Regions from separate parts of the Hordeum vulgare genome. Here region 2 is linked to region 1. A link is a contact called in public Hi-C data. All regions are on one chromosome and are shown on one strand. Each heading gives the region's core, a stretch centred on a gene start, on an enhancer-like site or on the middle of the called end of the contact. The rest is flanking DNA. Distances are from core to core; before and after follow the strand shown. Region 1 has its middle 140 kb from the start of LOC123403510. Region 2 holds the start of LOC123403510.

Evidence for each region. Hi-C and Micro-C count contacts between places; a contact is called where the count stands out from the background.
Region 2: a contact with region 1 is called in a Hi-C map of leaf, with 5 times the contacts expected there. The contact joins the promoter of LOC123403510 here to the enhancer-like site in region 1. A contact is called at or near these places in 3 of 6 Hi-C or Micro-C datasets (leaf and seedling).

What each region holds. Positions count from the first base shown.
Region 1 is chr6H:314,639,212-314,643,731 of MorexV3_pseudomolecules_assembly, forward strand. No RefSeq gene overlaps it. Among protein-coding and RNA genes, the nearest start is that of LOC123403510, 140 kb to the right of the region's middle. Within about 2 kb of position 2,165, at least 3 of the 3 cell types and tissues checked have open chromatin away from gene starts, as enhancers often do. A contact at or near this core is called in leaf and seedling, where this site is marked.
Region 2 is chr6H:314,776,928-314,781,447 of MorexV3_pseudomolecules_assembly, forward strand. It overlaps LOC123403510, which reads left to right and starts at 2,102. Exons shown (of 2, transcript XM_045097441.1): 1 at 2,102-2,394; 2 at 4,393-4,520.

The DNA.
Region 1 (4,520 bases), core at 915-3,414:
GTAAAGAAGGCTACTAAAGTCATACAACTAGGTGCCGAATCCCACACATACCAATTCATTTCAAAGCATACACACAATATGCATGATAAGTATAGATACAACATGGCATCACAACACAACTCTACAACTCAAGTATTTATTAAAGACTCATAAGAATCAACACAGTGTGATATTACAAATAGGGGTCACATGACCCAACACTCAAGTCATACAAGTGTCAAGCGGAAGCATAATATGTTTGCGTATAGACATCTACTAAAAGTGGCTGGAGGAGCGTGAAAATCTACAACGACCCTACCAAAGGAGCCAGACCTCTGTCTCGGATTACCAAGCTATTCCGGTTAACATTGAACACATCGCGTAGAGATAATAGTGAGGCTAAGGTCTCATCTGCAAAAGCATAAATAAGAAACCGTGAGTACAAAGGTACTCATCAAGAATTACATCAGAACTATTACATATGCAACAATGTCAGCAAAGTGGTTGTGGAGTTTAATTGCAGCAAGCTAGCTTTGACTCTTGGCTAACCAGTACTACGACCACGAACACTTTCTCTGAGGTGGGGTAGCGCACACGAGTCCACATATTCACCAAATCAATACACCACTATGGATCCATTCCCGTCTCCCTTCGAAAATGCCATCCATAGCACTCAAGCTTATCTTGCGTATTTTAGAGTATCCATTTCAAGTTTTCTATGTACCACATAATGTTTCCAAGTAGTCCATATCCGAGGACGCGACTATTCGAACAGATTAATTCACCCTGCAGGGGTATACTTCTTCACACACGCTCTCACTACTTATCACCATATGCACGTCATGCATCCCGACAACCTTCAAGCGCAAGCACTGGCGTGGGCGTCGGCCACGACCATTAATCACACAAGACACTAGTCCAGGTTTATCACCTATTTGAGACTGAACCAGCAAGGAAGTCCGGCTGAAGTTTCCTCTACAACCTCAAACGATTTGTGCAGGGTTCCACAAGCCCACCATCCGGGTGCCACTTGGTACACCGTGCCACTGTGGATCTACCGCACTGAAGCCTACCCCGTCGGGCAGAGCTAAACACGACTGCCAACACTTTTCCTACAAACACTAGAAACTAGTTGCAACTCCTAGACAGAGATCTAGGCGTTCAATAATTCAAGAGGGTCAATTAAGCATCCCAATGTGTGGTAGTATCTTGTCTTGGATAACATACACAAAACACAGTTCTTTAGGACGGTCCCAATGAAACAACCCGTCATGTATTCCTACATGGCCTCTCATTGCTACCTTTACCAAACCGGATTCACACACCTAACTCTCACACAGTAGGACATGAAGACAACCATTCTGATTCATCATCCACATGGATCAGACCAGACACGAGTCTAAGCAAGCAGGCATAGTAAGCAAGCATGGATGAGTAGGCACATCAAAGCTCAAGGAGTTGCTACTCATGCTAAGTGGTTTCAACTATTTACTGTGGCAAAAAACAGGTCATGCAGAGGAATGGGTTCAACTACGGAAACATGTAGCAATTGAATCATCATTGTCCTAATGCAGTAAAAGAGAGCAGGAGTGAGAGAGTGGGTTTATATCAGTATGCTCAGGAGGGTTGCTTGCCTGACAGTTCTGAAGATAGTACTTCTCTTCATTAATTTCAACGATCACATCGTCGGAACCATCGTCTATCAATAAGGAACAACACCTACAAAACAAGAAAAGAACACATTTAATGCAATGTAGCCAACATAATGTATGATATGGCATGTTAAGGTAGTGAATTCTCTTAGCTAAATATTTGGTCATATTAATTGAAGTGGAATTCAACTAGACATCAAATTCCAATTCCAAACTATTTATCAAATTGGTCCTAATCATGAAATTTTCTACTTGATGATGTTAACTTGTTTAAACATGCATGAACATGGGCTAAACAGATTCATTACATTTTTCTGGTAATTTTTTATATATAATTTATTTTTATTGGAGTTATAGATTATTTTCTATGAATTTTAGAAGTTTTAGGTATTGTCTGGAATTTCTAGAATAGTTTTAAAATCAGAAAATCAACAACCGCATCAGCATTAGGTCATCATGACGATAGCTGGTCAACACGCTGGGTCCAGGTCAAACCTAACGTGTGGGCTCCACACATCAGTGACACAGATGCTAATGGGTTTTAACTAAGACCTATCTAGATTTATTAACAGGCTAGGGCCCGCCTGTCATGCTCACGGGAGATTAATTAAGTGGCAGCTACCACTAAGCTAATCACCTGACACATGGGGCCCGGTGGTCAGTGCCTCAGAGCTTTAACTAATCGTGTTTTAACCCTAAACTAATGACGCCATGTCATATAACCAACGTTCAGCTGGAGTTAGCCGCCGGCGACCACCAGATGTGGCGAAGGCCGTCAGAGAACCTCCTATGGTGCATCGTTTGGCGCGTGGTTGGGTGCTATGGAACGCTGGCGTTGCGGAGCGTGGTTGGGTGCTAAGGAACGCTGGCGTTGCGGCTCGTCAGATGGTGGTGGTTGTCGGGCCAGGAGTGGCCGGAATCAACGGGGACGAGATCAAAGGCGGCAGTCGAAGATCGAGACTTGGCGGTTTCGGCGTTGTGGTGCACAACACGGGTAACGGCTAGCACCAAACAATTCTACGCACACACGTGAACCCAACAGGTACGCGCACGGGACCCGAAGGTCACCGGAGCTGTGCCGGCGACGAGCTCGGCGACAACGTACTACGGTCAGCAAGGGGGCGACGTCTATGGCTAGGGACAAGCCATGGGGTTAGGGGGTTCGACGCATGAGCTCACACTGGGCTGGATGAGACAAACGGCGAGCTCGGGGAGGCGCACATGGCTGCAAATCGTCGGAGAGGAGCGCCGGCGCCGGGGCTTGAAGACGATGTCGATGGAGACGACAGAGGTCTCCTTTGGTTGCTTGGCTCAGTGAGGAGGTCGGGGACGATGTTTCGGTTCTTCTGTACACGGGGGAAGTGCAAGGGGGACTCGATGGCTACCGGGGCGACGACAGCGAGTCAGCGATGGCTTTGGCCATGGCGACATGAGCGTGAGGGAGAGGCGAGGGGGAAGAGAGAGGGGGTCGGCTCGATCGGGACGACTCCCGAGAAGCTATCCACAAGGAGGACGTGGAGGGGGACGCAGGCATGCAGCTGCGGCGTGGCGCACGGAGCGTGCGCGTGCGTCGGCCACGCGCTCGTCCTCCTGTCCAAAGGAAGGAGACGACTGGCTCGCCAGCTCGGCTGGGCTGCATAGAACTAGGCCGAGGTAAGCGCGAGGTAGTTTTTTTTTTATTTCCTTCTGTTTTCTATTTCTGCAACTATTTTGGATTTGATTTTTAGATCAAACCATTTTGTAAAATTCTCAAAATTTATATGTGGACTAAGTGGAATTATCCAATGCTACATAATAAATCTAAGGGACATTGGACGAGTATTTCATTTATAGGAAATATATACCCAATGCAAATAGTAGTTAAATTAATTCAAATTCCTAAGATATGTTTCTGTGATTCCAAAAATATTGATTTGAATTTTAACTCATGCCAATATTTTATTAGAATGTGAGGGACATTTTCTTGGTTTGAAGCAATTTTTAATTTGCTTATTTGAAAAAAAATCTATGAGGCTTGATAATTCCTCATTTCAAATTCATTTGTAATAAAAATTAATGCATGAACGAATGCAATGATCAGCAAGTGAAACTAGGCATGTGACACCCTCCGACCCTCCTTTGTTGCTTTGGTGCATCTCCTCTCGCTCCTCTTCAAAATTCCTTGCGACGACGTCCCCATTCCCCCAATTTGCGACATAGTGGCAGATTAGCAGCATGCTCCCCAATGCATGCAACTATCACTGGTATGTAGACTCTCTTTTCTACTCCCATCCCCTCACCCCCCACCCCCCCACCCACACACACACACACACCCACGTGACATGAGGAAAGCCTGGCTTGCTTGCTCCTATGTGTTTCCCTACCTCCAATTTGTAGCTCAACCTCCATCGCCCATAGGATTGCAACTCTTGTTCCGTGTAAGACTCCAAGCGTGAGACCGATGATGAGAAGGACTATGGTCTCGGGCAGCTTCTTGCTGACCCAAATGATTATTGTTAGTTTCTTTGGACATAGGTAATTTCTATTTCTAAAAGATAGATTAATTTATCGATTGTACATTTAAATTAAGATGTAAATGAAATAATTGTTGGGAAACGTTGCATGGGAAACAAAAAATTTCCTACGGACACCCAATACCTATCCATGGTGATGATCATCTACGAGAGGGGTGAGTGAATCTACATACCCTTGTATATAACACGGTTGATGTAGTGAAACATCTTCGCGATCCAAATCGCAGCCCGTCCCGCGATCTCATCATGATCCACCCCGCAATCCCATCAGGATCCATCCCGATCTAGTGCCGAACGGACGACACCTCCACGTTCAGCACACGTACAGCTCGATGACGATCCCGTCCTTCTTGATCTAGCAAGAGGGGAAGAGAGG
Region 2 (4,520 bases), core at 852-3,351, 140 kb after region 1:
CTCCTCTTCCCCTCCCTCCCCCTCCTCCTCCTTCCCTCACCGCGCGGATCCGTCGGCCGCCCCTCCTCCTCCTCCCCTCGCTGCGCGGATCCATTGGCGGCGGGTCTCTGGCGCGTTGGCGGCTCGGCTTCGACCGGCACCATCAGAGGGAGCAGACAAACGCGATGGCGGGATCATAGAGGAGGTCTGGGGCGCGGTGGCGTCGTGGGGCAGCGTTCCGACGAGGCAGGGACGACCGTAGGTCGGAGATGGACGGATCCCTCCATTTCCCAGCCAAATCCGGCGGCAGCTTGATGTCCTGCGAGATGGAGCTCGCGGAGCGCGACCATGGCTCCATGGGGTAGCTCCGGAAGAAAAGAGAAAGAGAGATGGGGCAGTGAGGAGGAGGAGAGGGAGAGAGAGCACATGAAGGAGAGGGAGAGAGAGAGCACGTGAAGGAGAGGGAGAGGGCAGCGGGGCACCGGCCTGCTGGAGGCGCCGGCGGTGATCGGAGCTCCTGGAGGTGGCGGGGTCGGCGAGGCGCTGGCGGCAGGCGAGGCCATGGCTGCACGCGCAGCCAGCGGCGGGTAGGTGCAGGTCGCGACGTGTGGGGCTGCGGTTGCGGGCTCCGGGGCATCTAGTGGCGACTACACGAGGTGTGTGGTGGGGGAGGCGAGGAGCGGTGCCGAAGTGTGGAGCCACGGCTAGATGTAGGCGCTGGGAGAAGAGAGCGAGAGGAGCGAGAGGCGGTCGGGCAAAGGAGACCGCCAAGCCGCGATTGGCCGCGGTTGCTCTTCTTATCAATTAGTACCACCTTGCCTTTTTGCAAACACAACCATGAATTTATATACATGTTCAAGTTACCCGTCATCAATCACCTTAATAAGTCGGCTTGGAAATTGATGATCGAAAGATAACGAGTGGGTGCCCAGAAAGGAAGTATTGAAGCAAGGAAGGATCTTCGAAATAAGAAAAAAAAGAAAAAAAATGGTGATCGAAGGATAACGAGTGAGTGTCCAGAAAGGTAGGATTGAAGCAAGGAAGGATCTTCGAAAGAAGAAGAAAATAAAACATGAAGGATAAATATGGTGGGCAATTAAACAAGGAGGAATCAGTACTACATGTGGGATAATTAAGAGACGAGATTCCCTAATGAATGCTTAAGAAATATGGTGGGCAATTAAAAGGGGAAATGAAGAAATATTCCTTCCTAAGACATGCTTGCATTGAAAAAAAAATTGTAGCTAGTTGATTAAATTTTTATGTGTGCAATGACCATATTACGTGCTCTACGTCTATCCCTTCTAAGAAGACAACATACACGACGAAACATCACATTTCAACTGAAGGCTGCATTTATGAAAGTGAAGAAGCTCGCTACCTAGGTACATGATGATCCACTAGAGACGGGGAAGGAGATGTTCATAACAAACTCGGACGAGTAAACGGGACGGACGAAAATAAGTTGAAGCATGAGCCATGTGGCAATGTCTCTCATTGCAACGCACGGCATTTGTGCTAGTATTGATTAAAAAATTATATTTTTCTTAATGGCCCTGTATTTAAAACCAGTAATAGAAGCTTCTGCGAATCATGTTTCTTCGTTCCCCCTCAACAACAACAAGAAAAAAAAATCATGTTTCTTCGTTAAGGAAGTAGAATGAAAAATGAGTACCAACAACACAAGATCCTTCACTGGTTGGATGGTCCTTAGACCTCGAGTTCCCAAACCTGAGAAACTCGTGAAACGTCAAATCTCATAGGCGTTGTACACAATTAGGATCAAAACAATGACTTGCCTGCCTTTAACCTGACTCGTACGTACTACTAGTAATCATCCCCCGCAAAAAAAAAAAAAAAAAAAAAAAAAAAAAAAAAAAACTTGACTAGTAATCAGATGCAGATGCTGAAGACATCGCCATCAAATTTCCGCCTCAAATTACCTACCCAACGTGCTGTCACACTTGCACAAAAGCAAACACTCCTGGGAAGGAAGAAGAATCCACCATAGCGGGGGCCCTCGCGAAGCGTACCCCAACGAAATGTGCACCATACAAACAATGAGAGGGAGATCGGCCAATCAGGCAGTCATTTAAGCCAGCTCGGCTGCGCCGCGGGCCGAGCGGAGCCAGGTACTAGGTGCGTGCGTGCGTGGAAAAGAAAGCGCCGTGTGGGAGGCCAACCGGCACCGTCATGTGACGTAGCGGTAGCGCACCCACGAGGATACAACCAGACTCCATCGGCCTGATACCATATACACGCGCCCTCCCTCCTTGTCTAACAGAATCTCTCTCCCTCCAACCCCCCTCTCTCTCTCTCTCCAACAAAACAGAATCTCTCTCTCTCTCTTTCTCTCTCTCTGCGCAAAGACAGCAGGGTCTCCTCCTCCATCTCCTCCATTGAGATAGATCCTAGGTGATTCCCCGCCCTTCTCCCTGAGCAGCCTCTTCTTACCTCCTCCAGGATTTGGTGCTCTGCTCCGTCTTGCTTTCCTTTCCGTTCCTTGTTTGTTTGCTTGCGTGTTTCTTGTCCGACTGTCCATACATATTCCCTTGGCGAATGGATTCTTGATTCAGAGAGTCCCGCCCCCTTCATCGATTGTTTTGAGGTTTCTGCACTGGATGTTGTGATTATGGGAATTCAGCCGTATAAGCTTACTTAGATCTCATTTCCCCTCTTCTTTAATCGGTGGGATTTCGTTTACAATTGGGTTTATCCACATCCACGGTTATATATGATGAGTATGTGGTAGGAGCAAACAGCTCTATATTTTTCTCTCCCTTTTGTTCAGGTGGTACACAGCTAAGGTACGGTTTGCTATTCGATCTTGCTAGCAGATATGGCAAGCCACAGTGTTTTGTTTCCTTCCATTTTAGAGTAGATCATAGTTTGTCCTGTGTTTTCATTTTAGAGTACATCATATATAATTTTTCCATTATAATTCCACTGGGTCGTTTCTTGTAAGTAGGGTAAAAATTGTCTTGCCCTGTGTCTCTTTCAAGTCGTCTCAGGACATGTCTCACATATGGTACCACCTAGTCCTGCTAGAGTACCAATTTCTTGGGTAGAGAACCGCCAATCTGTCTCGTCTCTCGTGTAAGCCAACGTGTGGTCAAGGTGACCTCGGCTAGATTTGGAGTTACAAAGGTAGCATCCCCTAACTCTGGTGCTCTTTCCCACGGCAACAAATCCTGGAACATCAGACCGTCTAGTAAACTGAATAAACACTTCGAATTATCCTGATAATTTCAAAAAAACTTCGAATTATCCTTGAAAATATGCGTGTGGTTATGAATGTTGACCATGCAAGATGGTTCTACTTGGAGGGGTAATATTTTAAAGCTGTAGCTATTAGGTACGACTTGGACTAACCTAACCAAATCCGCTAGTTATATAATACGGTGTGTTTCGCAGATTTATCGATCGGTATGAACTAGGGGATTTTATTGCGTGATTCTGTCATCTGCTCAATAGGGGTCGAGAGGATTCGCTGTCATAAAGGTTCAAATATTGCACAAATTGCTCGACTAAATTTAGCCTACCAGTATGTGGCTCCTATGCAAAGGAGGCTTTGACTTATTCTATTGTGTGCTTGACACGCCCTTTTATGTCATGATATTCTGACGATAGAGGATTCTTTTTGGTGAAAAGAGAGCTTTCATTAATCAAATATGCTATGGTACAATTGGCATCCTGTCTACCAAATAAGTTCATTTGTGCCAGTTTGTTATACCTTCCCATCCACTTTCTATGAACCATGTAAGGATTTGGATTCGCCGAAAAGGAACTTCAATTTTGCAAGGAGGTTTTGATTGATTTTTTTTGGTCATATCCAGTCATTCCTAACTTTTGGATCTCCGTACTCATTTCACTTCTCTGGTCAAGTTGAACTGCATCTCATGAATATTCACTCTACCACAGACCTTTGTTTGTCTACTAGTACTAGTTTAGTCCTCCTTTGAATGATTGTGTTAGATTCCAAGATTTTCTGTGGTTCGAGTGGAGCCAGATCAAATCAGACCAGTGGGACGACCACGGCCCCACAAAAAAAAAACAAGCAGGCAGGGCAGGTTCTTGTAGCCTCAAAAAAACAGGCAGGCAGGGCAGAGTAGTTTGAGCAACTTAACATCCTCTTCACGAGCCAATCTTCACGAGCCAATGATTTATTCTTTTAGGAAGTTGTGTGCTGGTTAAACTGGTAACTCTTTTTTGTTTTTATTTTTGTTATGAGAAATTCCTGATTTGTTCTTTCAGTTGATCGGCACTGGTTTATTCCAATATGCATTTAATATTGCTTTTTTAGAGTCATGTTAAGTTCTACTCCCTCTGTATCATAATATTTGTTGTTGAGGAGAACTAGATTAGGGTATGAACTCCATCTGAGTTGCTAATTCCAATTTTTTTTTTTTGCAGTACCAGTGTAGTTTGAAGATTATCTTGGCAATTGAGCTCTTGTGCTTCTGCCTAATGCTCAAGAATTTATAAACAAATCAAGAAAAAGGAAAAGGGGACAGTGGATGGTCAGTCAAATATCAGATCAG